Linked DNA regions of Arabidopsis thaliana: region 1 is linked to region 2. Evidence: chromatin contacts called from public ChIA-PET data. All regions are on one chromosome and are shown on one strand. The core of a region is the stretch at or near the end of the contact, and the rest is flanking DNA. Distances in the headings are between cores, read along the strand shown.

Region 1 (6,592 bases), core at 1,237-3,736, 35 kb after region 2:
CGTCTGCGTCCATCACAAGCTAAATACTAAACCAAAATTATTGATCATATTATTGGTTGCTCCATTTTCATTCCCTTATATATGCTGTTGTTCCTATATATACCGGAATCCGTATATCTCAATACTACATCGCTAGATCAACACAACAATTATTTCCATATTATCATCCTCAAAGTTTGAGCATCTGAATTTCACAATCAGACCCAAGAAACAGCTACTTATTACTTGAGTCGATACAGAATCAAAACATATATTCATTTTGATCTATAGTATGAGATACTTATAAGAATATAAGTAATTACTTAGATAATTTTTTTTACTTATTCCTCCAGGACTCCATCCACTAACTGGTCTAATTGGGTAGGTACATGATTTTCATTACTATTGTAATCATTAATGGTCATTATTAACTAGGTCAGCGTCTCTGTATGATACAAATGTATATTCTTATTGTTAAAAATGCAGTATTAACTTAACATTGATACCAAAAATAAATTAAAAAATGTAGTATTAACTTTGCAGTATTTATAGATATATTTAAATGGATAGTCAGACACTAAATAAGGACAGACAGATCTAGCAAGGCCAAACGATATTAAACCCCATTTTATCTGATTTAATTAATTAAATATCATTTTCGGTAACCAACCAGAATATTCAAGTCCACACGAAATACATAATACTATTGTATACTTGAACTCTTCAAACTTCTACGTCATATGATGTTCACAAGTTTCTAATTTAGAATATTCAAAACAGCTTTGGACTCATTTTTTTCTTGTAGAGTCGGTACATACGCAATAACCACATTTAGTCATTAGATTCAATTATCTATGTTTTATTTCGCTTTCAAAAGTTTAGTAGTGTAGAAATTTGTCCATTGTACCATAATGTAATTGAGGTAGAACAATAGAACATGAAATCATTTAACAAAAACAAAATCGAATATTATAGTCACGAATAAAAAATAACTCGCATCAATCTCTATGTTTGGTTAATAAGAATATTGGACAGTGAAAAGTCGTACTTTAATTTTTCCCATAATTCGACGTGAGACATGTGAGTGGCCGCAGGGAGACACGTGGCGGTTAATAAGACGTTAGACTGACCTGACGTGGACGAGAATACCGATGTGTCAAGTGGATTCCAGCTGGCAGCCACTTGGATAAAGAGAGTTGGATATAACTTGTAATGTAATTCAACACAAAAAAAAAAAAAAACAAATTCTAAGAAATTACCTTAATAACATATGACCAAGCTTACTTTTTTTGTAAGATGTCATAATAAGTCTTCTTTTAATGCCCCATTTAATTTCCCTCTTAAGATGAAGAAAAAATTATATCTTACTCTATAGTTAAAATATAGAACTCACTCTCTGGTCTCTACCAAAAAAAAATAATATATATATATATATGTATATATATATATATATATATATATATATAAAACTCACTTGTAGATAATAACTTGTTGACCAAACTTACATAATTCTATAATATTATAGCAATCATTTCTTTAGGGTATATTCGAGGAGCCAAAGGAAATGTTTGATATTTTATAATATAATTGAAATTAATTACTAATTGTTTTTAGGTATAGGGCTTATTAGGAGAAGTGTATTCACAGGCTGTCGTGTGAGCTTTATTTAGCTTTTGTTCTTCGAATGATGCAAATAAACAGCTGGCCGTATCACAACAAGACACTGTCATCGTTGTTGGTGTACGCAAAGGATGGATATACACATTTTTGTGTTTCTATTCGTAATTATGGTTTGTGTAATTTTTGAACTTTCACAAATTGACATCAATAAATTGGTCTCTTTCGGACATATTTTATATTATTTGAAATGAAAAGTGATTGGGGTTCTCCTTTTTTCTTATTCTACTATATCATAACATAGCATTAATTTTTGTTGTTGTTAAAACTCATATTAAAATTATGCGACAAGTAATCTAATTAATTTTAAAACTTTGATTCTATTTAGAAATTTATCATAAAACCCAAAATTTAATCATCTAAAAAACTAAAACATAGAACAAACAAATACATAGCCAGTCTTTGGCTATAAGCCATGGCAACCAATTCGTTTGGTAATTTGTCATCTTCTAAGTTTGAAGAAACTGCAAATTATTCAAAAAATATTGTTTGACAAAAAGACGAGTGTATCATCATTCCCATTCATTACCTCATAAATATTTGAAGCACATTTTTCTACATATTATTTTGTTTCTACTTAAAGCATGTTTAATTGAATAGACTTTGATATCCAGTATGGCTCATTATTCATATGCCGAAATGAATTCAAAACTTATTGATGGACCTACCAAAAACTCCCAATGACTTTATCATAAGGTTCATAACACACACAAAAAAACGCATTTTTGTGGTCTCTTCTCTTAATCACAGATTTTTTTTTCTTAAAAAAACTTTCTCTAATCAAAGTTAAAGAAAAGAAATTACAGTCAAAACAATTAAATTAGTATTTTAATTAACAAAACAGTTAAACAAATTCAAAATAAAAACTGCCATGTGGTCTCTTTCTTCTCTGTTTCTCTCTCCCTTCCTTTAAGAACGCGTTTGCAGACTTTGATCAGACTTCGCGTTCCCGCCGCCCATCTCCCTCTCTCTCTCTTTTTCTCTCTCACACGTTTCTTTTTTGTCTCTCTCCCTGATTCATCGCCGTAGCTGTGTGACCGAACATTGCTGCGAGTTCCTCAAAACCCAAATCTTTCTTCCTCAAAGACTCTGTTTTTTCTTTCTTCCTTTCTTCAATGGCGTTATCGAAAAACAGTAACAGTAACAGCTTTAACAAGAAGAAAGTTTCGTATATCTCAGTCCCTTCTCAGATCATAAACTCTTTATCATCTTCCTCATTACAATCTCTTCTTGTTTCTCCCAAGAAATCATCAAGAAGCACCAACAGATTCAGCTTCTCTTATAGGAACCCTAGAATCTGGTTCTTTACTCTCTTCCTCGTCTCACTCTTTGGAATGTTGAAACTCGGTTTCAACGTTGACCCAATCTCTCTCCCTTTCTCACGTTACCCTTGTTCAACGACCCAACAACCACTAAGCTTCGACGGAGAACAAAACGCTGCATCCCATCTTGGTTTGGCTCAAGAGCCGATTTTGTCTACTGGGTCATCGAATTCGAATGCGATTATACAATTAAACGGTGGAAAGAACGAGACTTTGTTAACGGAAGGTGATTTCTGGAAGCAACCTGATGGGTTAGGGTTTAAGCCCTGTTTGGGATTTACAAGTCAATATAGAAAAGATAGCAATTCGATTTTGAAGAACAGATGGAAGTATTTGCTTGTTGTTGTCTCTGGTGGGATGAATCAGCAAAGGAATCAGATTGTTGATGCTGTTGTGATCGCTAGGATCCTTGGAGCTTCTTTAGTTGTTCCTGTTTTGCAGGTTAATGTCATTTGGGGAGACGAAAGGTATAAACTTTAAACTCATTATAATCTCTTAAAGAAGAAAGTAATAAGATTGTGACATTGTTGATCTAATTGTTTGTTTTGTTGCAATTTTAGTGAATTTGCGGATATATTCGATTTGGAGCATTTCAAGGATGTTTTAGCAGATGATGTTCATATAGTTTCGTCTTTACCTTCTACACATGTTATGACGAGACCTGTTGAAGAGAAGAGGACTCCACTTCATGCTTCTCCTCAATGGATTCGTGCTCATTATCTTAAGCGAGTAAGATTTCTTACCAAAACAATACCATTTTGAAGTGTTTCTTTGTTTGACTAGATTGAGCTAATAATAGTGTTTTATTTCCTCTGTTTTTGCAGATTAACAGAGAAAGAGTTTTACTTCTCCGTGGACTCGATTCAAGACTCTCCAAAGACCTCCCTTCAGATCTTCAGAAACTCCGATGCAAGGTTGCTTTCCAAGCGCTTAGATTTTCTCCGAGGATTCTTGAACTCGGTAATAAACTAGCTTCAAGAATGCGTAACCAAGGACAGTATCTCTCACTTCATCTAAGAATGGAGAAAGATGTTTGGGTTAGAACTGGTTGTCTCCCTGGTTTAACTCCCGAGTACGATGAAATAGTCAACAGCGAAAGAGAACGACACCCTGAGCTTCTTACCGGTAGATCAAACATGACTTATCACGAGAGAAAACTTGCCGGTTTATGCCCTTTAACTGCTCTAGAAGTCACAAGGTATTATACCAACTCTATGAACAAATCCTTTTGCTTATGTTTTTTCAAGTAATACTAACATTTTGTTGTCATTCTACAGGCTGCTTAAAGCATTAGAAGCTCCAAAGGATGCGAGAATCTATTGGGCAGGAGGAGAGCCTCTAGGAGGAAAAGAGGTTTTGGAGCCACTAACTAAAGAATTCCCTCAGTTCTACAACAAGCACGATCTTGCTTTACCTGGCGAGCTTGAACCATTTGCCAACAAAGCTTCGGTTATGGCTGCTATAGACTACATTGTCTGCGAAAAGAGCGATGTTTTCATACCGTCTCATGGAGGAAATATGGGACACGCGTTACAAGGGCAAAGAGCTTACGCTGGTCACAAGAAATACATCACTCCTAATAAGAGACAGATGCTTCCTTATTTCATGAACTCGTCGCTTCCTGAATCGGATTTTAACAGAATTGTGAAAGATCTTCATCGAGAATCGCTAGGACAGCCGGAGTTGAGAATGAGCAAAGCTGGTAAAGATGTTACAAAACATCCTGTTCCAGAGTGTATGTGCTCGGATAGACAACAACAAGAACAACAGTCCGATGCTTAAGCCTTGAAGGACATTTTGGACATTATTTGGTGCGCGGAAAATGAAGAAGACGCCGATTTTTTCCCGATCACCCGGAAGATTGATTGAGGAAGACGATTCATGGTGGTTCGTGCGATATTCTTTTAGTTCGGGTTTTAATCTGATCATTTTTTCAAAATCTTTTGGAGTAAATATATATTCGTTTCAACTGAGGTTATTTTTTTCTTACATGTTTTTACGATATACGTGAGAAGTAGAATAGTGAGGTTATAAGATATGATTCTTTGATTCGATTTATTTGGGCTGTAATTATATATTACAGAGTTTGTATACGGTTCTAGTTGTACTTGTACTATAAATAAAGCAACAGTTAATCATCTCCTCCAACTCTGTTATTTTGTTGAAATTCACCTAACCATAGGTTTACATATTCACAAAACTACAAATGTGAGTGAAGTAGCTAAATCATGAATATTTCAGCTACAAACATATTATAACTCATATTCAATTGGTCGACAAAAGATGAGACAATATGCTGATGAAGACATAAAAGACGACGTCGCGTTGTGTCTGTTTGGTTTGATGATTAAACGACGGCGTTTTAATTAGGGCTTCGTTTAGTTACAAAACGACGCAGTTTGCTTTCTTCACGCTCATAGATTGAAGTCTCGCGAACAGTCTTGTTGGGTTTTGGGTTTTGAGAGACAGAGAGGTTTTGGCTTCCGGGTCGTTAGTGTTTGATCATCTTCGTATCTCAGAAGGGTGAACTTTGTTGTTTTGGCTTTTGCGTACTGTTGAATCAGCTTTTCCAGGTTTGGTTTCGTTTTCTGGTTTTTGATTAGAGAACTTAAATTAAGGACCTTTAATCGTTTTATGGTGTGCTTCCAATTCTTTGTTAACAGTTCCGTGAACTCAATTCATAGAGCTAGTCTGATTATATCTTAGGTTTTAGTGAATTAGTCTGAATATTAATCAGCTGTGAATTGAATGAAACAGATGCCTCGAAGACCATCATCAGGAAGAAGAGTGTTAAAGCATCAGCCTTTAACATTTTCACCGTTTATGCGGTTACTTTCCTTTGCTTCAATGGCTAGGCGTGATTTGTCTCATCCTGAAGATTGTCAATGTTCTGATGAAGATATATCTTTTGGTGAGTAAACCACTTAGATTGATTGAGACTTTTCTTTTCACAAACATTGTAATTATAGTGATGTATCATTCTCATTTTGTAGATGAAAAGCAAAAGATCCCTAATTTACCAAGAAAAGGGAAAGAAGAACAAGTCTCGGACTCGTCTGATGAAGAAGATTCTCAGGTAAGGGATTAATTTACTCTTCTTCTGTTGGTTTTGTAGATGAAAAAGATCAGAAATTCGTCTTTTATTCAATGCTTGATCTTTGTAGGAAGATGTCCAAGCAGACTTTGAGTTCTTTGATCCTAAACCTACAGACTTTCATGGTGTTAAGATCCTGTTACAAAACTATCTCGATGACAAGGAGTGGGATTTGAGCAGTTTTGTTGATTGCATATTGGAGCAAACAACTGTAGGAACTGTTGTGAAAGTAGCTGATGATGAGGATGAGTCAGTATTTGCTCTTGTCACTGCTCTTAACATGGCAAGAGATAAGGCAAGTCACTAGAAAACTCACTCGATACATGCTTTGTTCTTACAGGAAACTTGGTGTTTGATTTTGTTACGCTTGTTGAAGTAATTCTAATCATAGAATGTGTTTGTTGGCATTTGTTCAGGACAACAAGTGTTTTAGAGAGTTAAAAGAGTTTCTTCGTAAAGTTTGTTCTGAAAAGAATATAGCGAATAATCTAGAAATGCTCTTAGAGAAAAAGGCACAAGA
Region 2 (6,468 bases), core at 3,151-5,650:
ATAAAATAAGATAGTCATTGTAATTTGTATTCTAGAAATCTTACAAGTATATTCTGAAGATATATTCTGTATTATTTATGGAAGCTTCATTTTGGAAATTTTATTCGAGAATTTATGGGAATGTTTAAATATGGAGAGAGAAGGTGAAGAGGGAAAAAATAATTAATTTAACGAACCCACTTTTTTCGTGGTCACCGTTGTCGTTTTGGTCACTCAATCCAGTCCACGTGGCAGAGTCTTGGTGTAGCATGGCTTTATCGTGTCTTCCCGCTAACTTTTTATTTATTTTGGGCTTTTAGTTGGTACTAATGGGCCTATATTTGTAACTTACGTTTATAAATCCATTAAAACGCAGGAGGCTAAGGATTACAAGAGCATGGTTAAGCAACATTTGGACATTGAGACAATACAGAGAAAGTTGAAGCAAGGATCTTATGATTCTTCAAGCCTCATTTTTTACAGAGATCTACAGCTTCTCTTCACAAACGCAATTGTCTTCTTTCCTTTATCTTCCTCAGAATCGATGGCAGCTCACGAACTACGAGCTGTTGTTTCTCAAGAAATGAGAAAAGAGACCGGAAAAGCTGGCCCCAGGTTAATAAAACAGGAAGCATCCGGTATGCGTAGTGGCAAAGCGGATGCTGAAACATCAGACTCGTCTCTCTCTAGGCAGAAATCTTCAGGTCCTCTTGTCGTTTGTAAGAAGAGGCGTTCTGTTTCCGCTAAGGCTTCTCCTTCGTCATCAAGCTTTAGCCAAAAAGATGATACGAAAGAAGAGACATTATCAGAGGAAAAAGACAACATTGCGACTGGTGTAAGAAGCTCGAGAAGGGCAAACAAAGTGGCTGCGGTTGTCGCTAATAATACCAAGACGGGCAAAGGCAGGAACAAACAGAAACAGACAGAGTCGAAAACAAATTCGTCGAATGATAATAGTAGTAAACAAGACACAGGTAAAACAGAGAAGAAAACGGTTTCAGCAGATAAAAAGAAGAGTGTGGCTGATTTCTTGAAGAGATTAAAGAAGAACTCTCCGCAAAAAGAAGCTAAAGATCAGAATAAGAGCGGTGGAAATGTTAAGAAAGATAGTAAAACAAAACCAAGAGAACTTAGAAGTAGCAGTGTGGGTAAAAAGAAGGCCGAGGTAGAGAATACTCCGGTGAAAAGAGCCCCCGGGAGACCGCAGAAGAAAACAGCAGAGGCAACTGCATCTGCCTCAGGAAAACGGGGTAGGGATACAGGAAGCACGGGGAAGGACAATAAACAGCCAAAGAAAAGAATCAGAAAATGACAATTCAAAACATGTTTGCCCCTTTAGTGGCATTTCTTAAGAGCTCAAGTTATTGTATATGCTTTGGAGTTTTTTTTTTAATCTTAATTCTAACATTAGAAGTCCTATTCTCATAGTTATGGATTAGAGAAAGTGTATTTTGGCTTGCTGTCATCAGTAATATTCATTCCTTCTTTTCTGTTATATTTTGCTCATTTCCACCATTTTCGAGTCCCTGCAAAAGCTAGAGCTACAGTGACAATATACCCAAACTATTCCATTGAACATATATATCCAACAAAACGGAGATCCAGGTTGAGCTAATCTCTAGTGTCAGCAAAAATTACAGTCAGATACCCAAGAAAAGGGTAACATCAAAGAAGTTGAGACTCTGACCTTCGATCTCTTCTTCACTGACTCCTCATGGACCACACATTGCACTGTGCCTTGGCAAAATTGCTTGATTCAAACATAAGCTACCGACGAAATGCACCTTCTGCACAAAGAACAGAGAACGAGAATTTTAGTGAATGTATTTGATTTGAAATTATAAGCATTTCGTCTTTGTTTGCTCAAATGGAGGAATATCACTGAGGATATAGGGCCTCGGATATGGTAAATGCTTGATATATCAGACTAAAAACTTGCCGTTTTCTCCATCGGAAATATCTCCAAGCTTTGCAATTGCGCCCACAAGTGCATGCTCGTGCTCCTGGATTAAAGGTAATAATAGAGCATCTAAGACTTCTGTATATATAAATCAAAACTATGTACAAAAGGATCTTTGTTGTTGAAGAGATCAATCAAACCTCCAAAACTCTCTTAGCCCTTTCAACTTCGTAAGGATCTGGATTGTGTGAACGAAGAACTCTCTCCACCTATCAGATACCATCATCATTTTGAGATATATCGTGCTGCAAAACTAACCTTGTAAATAATTGATACCAACCTCTCTGATTAGGACATCTGTTTGGCGGATTCGTATATCGAGATGTTTCTTTTTTCCAGTTCCATTCTGTGATGTTCTGAAACCCTTTCTGATAGTGTTCTTCTCCAAACCGCTTCCTCGTTGTGGAACACAGTTGGGTCCGGTAGTTCTATTCAGTCCATGACCTTGTCCATTATATCGATTACCAAGCCCAGGATCCTCTCCTATCCACTCTATATCCCCAGGAGATATCTGTTAAAGAATTTGAGATCTTGATTAAAAACGAACAAAGAATCGTTGACCAAAGTTTAGAACATTCTCCCCACAAGTTTCAGCAGACTTCTGATCAAAAAGTAATTACCTCTGAGAGTCTAACCCATTCCCATGTCTCAGAAGGTGTTGCAATGTCATAAACTAAAGCATGACGACCCTAAAATTCAAGATTAAACGATATTTAAGTAAGTTCAAGAATCTTCTTATTTTATAAGAAAAACTGAAACTGAATGCCAACTAACGAAGCCACACACCTCAACTGGATTATACTGGGTAATGATAGCGTCGTAAAATGTATTGTCCTCAGGCCACTTTGTTCTAACTCTTCTTCCTAAAAAAGATTCAGGATCGATTCCGTTTGTGGGTTCACTTGAACTGGCAGGAACAGATGGTAATCTGTTCATGACTTGTCCTCGTGGAGGTTGATCTGAAGGATGGTATGGGGCATGTTTTGTGGAAGACGAGCCAGGAAAAACCTAGAAACAGAAGTAACTTGTAAGAAGATGATTTATGACTAAAAAACATTCCAATATTCTGAGTTTTTGACTCACTGGTTTGTGTTTTTTGCCCTTGACAATAGGAACAGGTCCTCGTTTAGCTGTCGATGAAGCAAACGGGTGAGTGGGATCAGCTTGAGGATGAAAAGAAGGTGAAGAACTAGCGAATGGTTGAGAAGGAATTGGCTGGTTTGGTTTGTGCGTCTTCATAGAAGCTGAAACAGAAGGGCTTGGCAATGTATCGTGAACCACTTGAGCAGCATTGCGCATACTTGGCTGCATTCCTCCAGATTGTCTCCATTCCCTAATAACCGAAAAAGCATTTGTTATTGATAGGAAAAGAGAAGAAGCTTTTCACTTGCTCATCGGATAAATGCTCAGATTTAAGATCTTGCCTTATCCTTCGTATTGTATCATCTGAGTTAACACGGCCTAGAAGCTCTCTATGCTCCTCATTCGATAAACTCAACTCTTTACGTAATTCAGTTATGACACTTTCTTTTTCCTGAACATAAAATACATGTTATTCCACCTAACCAGACACTAACACAACAAGAGAAATCAAAGTAGATCAAAAAATACCCATGAAATAGCATCTCCTTGGGCTTTAAAGGCTCTTAAAACAGAGATATATGCTTCCTTCTCAATCTGGTGAATCTGAGCTTCCATATCCGCAGCAAGATCATCATACATCTTTGGGTAAGATGGCGGAAGATTCAAAGGTCTTCCATTACCAGCCACGCGTCCTCCTCTTCCTCCTCCTCCTCCTCGTGGAACTCTATGCGACGGTGGCAGATCATCATCAGTTCCTGAATACACCACCGGTAAAATCAATCAATGTTGCATTCTCAATAATCAAACCTTTGTGAATCAATCATTACCACACATTACATTCAAAAGGTTTCAGCTTAAATCAAGAAACAGCAAGATCCAAAATTTCAACTAAAAACACCAATCCACCAAAATAACACAATGTATAACAGTAATCGCACGGAGAAATCCCAAAAGTTGTGAAAACCCTAATTTTCAGTGACTGATAGAGAAGGCGAGAGAAATTCTACACAGTTTTCGGGAACTAACCACTGCTATCAGACGATTTGCAGTCCATGACGAAGCTTAAATCAAGAGACGAATCTCGAAGATGAAAATTGGAGAAGCTAGACGAAGAATCAAGCACAATTTGCCAAGGTTGATTTCAATTTGACTTAGAAGAGGACTCGATTTTTGGTTTTGAGCTCAATTTTGTACTTTGTCGAGCTGCTATAAGAAAGAAGCGACGGATCAATTTCTTGCTCCGGTAACAAATCTGAGCTTCACTATAAGTGATTCAGCTTAAAAGATTACAGATTTTGCCTAAAGCTCATTATTTGCCAAAATTAGAAGAACTCAGACGAAATTTAATTTTATAAGAACAAAAGTAAACAAATTTGTTGAGAAAATAAATTTTCGTAGATTCATTCTCATTAAAATTATCAAAATAGTTACGAGGGAAATAAAACACCGTCGTTTCGTCCCCAGCCACGTGTTCACGTAGAGATTTAAAAATAAAAAATAAACTGAAAATTAGATATATCACAAAACCCCGAAGCTGTGTAAAGCCTTACCCAAGCCCATTAGTTTTATAAGTAGGCCCAACTATTTGTATGTTAAATTGATAAACAAACGTATGTTATTGCTTCGATGTGTTCAAGTAAGTAAAATACAACAACGTACGTTAGTACGGTAAAGAAAGAGTTCAATTTTGATGGATCCTCTAATTCTTTTTTTATATTATTTGTTATTCTTCAAATTTGTTGAAGTGCAATAGCTCACCAAAGATACTACGAGTCTACGATAAAGAAAGAGTTCAATTTTGATGGATCCTCTATTTTTTTTTTTTTCTTCCAATGATTCTATGTCACATTGTAATTCTACCTAAGCCTGCATGCTTATGTAAATTGTAATCACGAGGAAAATCAGTTTTAGAAACGAGCAAAACCTCACTCGTATACTTTTAGTTTACGCGGTGTCTCCGAAGACGATCGATTCTAATTATAATCGGCATTACATTGTTGATATATGGAAGGTTCTTCAATGAACAGTGTGAGTTTCCTAAGAAACAGCTAAACAGTTATCGGTGATCGCTAAAACCTTTCACAGTTTGATAAAGTTTTCTCCTGCTCTAGTTTAATTTCATCAATTTTGGAATAAATTTTATTTAAATTATTTTTGGCTTACAAATAAATTTGTATTGGACTGTTCTTGTAAAAATTAAAACTTTTGTAATGAATAGTTGTTAAATATAAATATTTTGATAGTTAAATTATTACTAACTATTAAGAATTTAGTCCATATTTAATTTAATATGAACTAAATTCTTTGTTTTTGATCAAAAAACTTATAAAATTAAACGTGGAAAAAGATCCGATCCTCTCAAACCAAAACAATGACTTGGTTCGTCACATTGAAAATCAAAGAGAGTGTTAATTAATTTATTAAATATATCATGTTAGGTTTGATAAATAAAATTGTTATTCTGACCGACAGTCCAAATCCCAAACGCGTTCCAGACTACACCAACCTGTGAAAATAAACGTTTAAAAAAGAAAGAAAGACTCAAAGAAGTAAAACAAAAGTAATTAATTAAAATTTGAAATAGTAGCCGTTACAAGAAACTTGTCGATATTTGTATCAAAAGACGTTTTTACACAAAATGACGAAAACTGGACTTATCAATAAAACTAACACGTCTTCACGTTTCCTTGAGAAATTAGCACATCTAAGTAAATGTCTACACGACGTGCAATGATGCTTTTCTTTCTCTAATTTTTTCTTTTTAATAATGACTCAGCTACTTTAGATTTATTTTTGAAAAAATTCACTCACGTTTTATCATTCTTTTCCTATTTTGATATAACTTGATAAGGTCATTTTTGAATTTTCCGTTTACTAATTAAGAAAATTAGAATATTTTATCATACTCTCTTTCTCTTTCCCTCTATCAGATCATCTTTCTCAAATAGCTCTATTTAGATATTCACATACATATCCAGTTGTGATTCTCTTCCTTATATAAACCTCCACTTAACTCATCTTCTTAAAAACAAAACTAAGATTGAATAATCATAAAGAAGAAAACTAAGAATGAGAGGTAATTATCTTTCTTTGCTAGTAGTGCTCATTGTCTTGGCCTCCAATGATGTTCTTGCCAACAACAACTCTTCAACACCTAAATTAAGAAGAAGTGATTTTCCTGAAGATTTCATTTTTGGATCTGCAACATCTGCTTACCAGGTACTTTTTAGTTAGTTTTCTTACAAAAAAAAAGGTCCGATCACTGGTTAGAGAATTTATGGGTTTTTTTAAAAATACTTGGTAGGTCGAAGGAGGTGCTCATGAAGATGGTAGAGGACCTAGTATCTGGGATACCTTCTCTGAGAAATATCCAGGTTTTTATTTCTAATCTCATTGTTTTTTAATGATCTAAATATGAGTGTTTAAATTCAAGATCCGTGAATTTA

The links. ChIA-PET counts read pairs in DNA pulled down with a chosen protein or histone mark.
Region 1: an H3K4me3 ChIA-PET map of shoot shows a contact between it and region 2, with 11 read pairs. The contact joins the promoter of AT2G44500 here to the promoter of EML4 in region 2. A contact is called at or near these places in 2 of 26 Hi-C or Micro-C datasets (callus and rosette leaf) and 1 of 2 datasets of contacts at active chromatin or transcription factors (shoot).

The regions. Positions count from the first base shown.
Region 1 is chr2:18,371,676-18,378,267 of TAIR10.1, forward strand. AT2G44500 (O-fucosyltransferase family protein) reads left to right here and starts at 2,487. Exons shown (of 4, transcript NM_130013.4): 1 at 2,487-3,445; 2 at 3,539-3,707; 3 at 3,803-4,176; 4 at 4,256-5,124. The coding sequence starts at 2,772. The coding sequence ends at 4,760. It overlaps AT2G44510 (CDK inhibitor P21 binding protein), which reads left to right and starts at 5,373. Exons shown (of 9, transcript NM_130014.4): 1 at 5,373-5,551; 2 at 5,736-5,889; 3 at 5,972-6,054; 4 at 6,143-6,367; 5 at 6,489-6,592. The coding sequence starts at 5,736.
Region 2 is chr2:18,334,875-18,341,342 of TAIR10.1, forward strand. EML4 (Emsy N Terminus (ENT) domain-containing protein) reads right to left here and starts at 4,401. Exons shown (of 10, transcript NM_130007.4): 1 at 4,049-4,401; 2 at 3,551-3,777; 3 at 3,364-3,473; 4 at 3,023-3,272; 5 at 2,726-2,947; 6 at 2,560-2,628; 7 at 2,220-2,450; 8 at 2,080-2,148; 9 at 1,919-1,982; 10 at 1,526-1,766. The coding sequence starts at 4,076. The coding sequence ends at 1,747. It overlaps AT2G44430 (DNA-binding bromodomain-containing protein), which reads left to right. Exons shown (of 3, transcript NM_130006.3): 3 at 356-1,490. The coding sequence ends at 1,291. BGLU15 (beta glucosidase 15) reads left to right here and starts at 5,728. Exons shown (of 12, transcript NM_130008.3): 1 at 5,728-6,241; 2 at 6,327-6,396. The coding sequence starts at 6,092.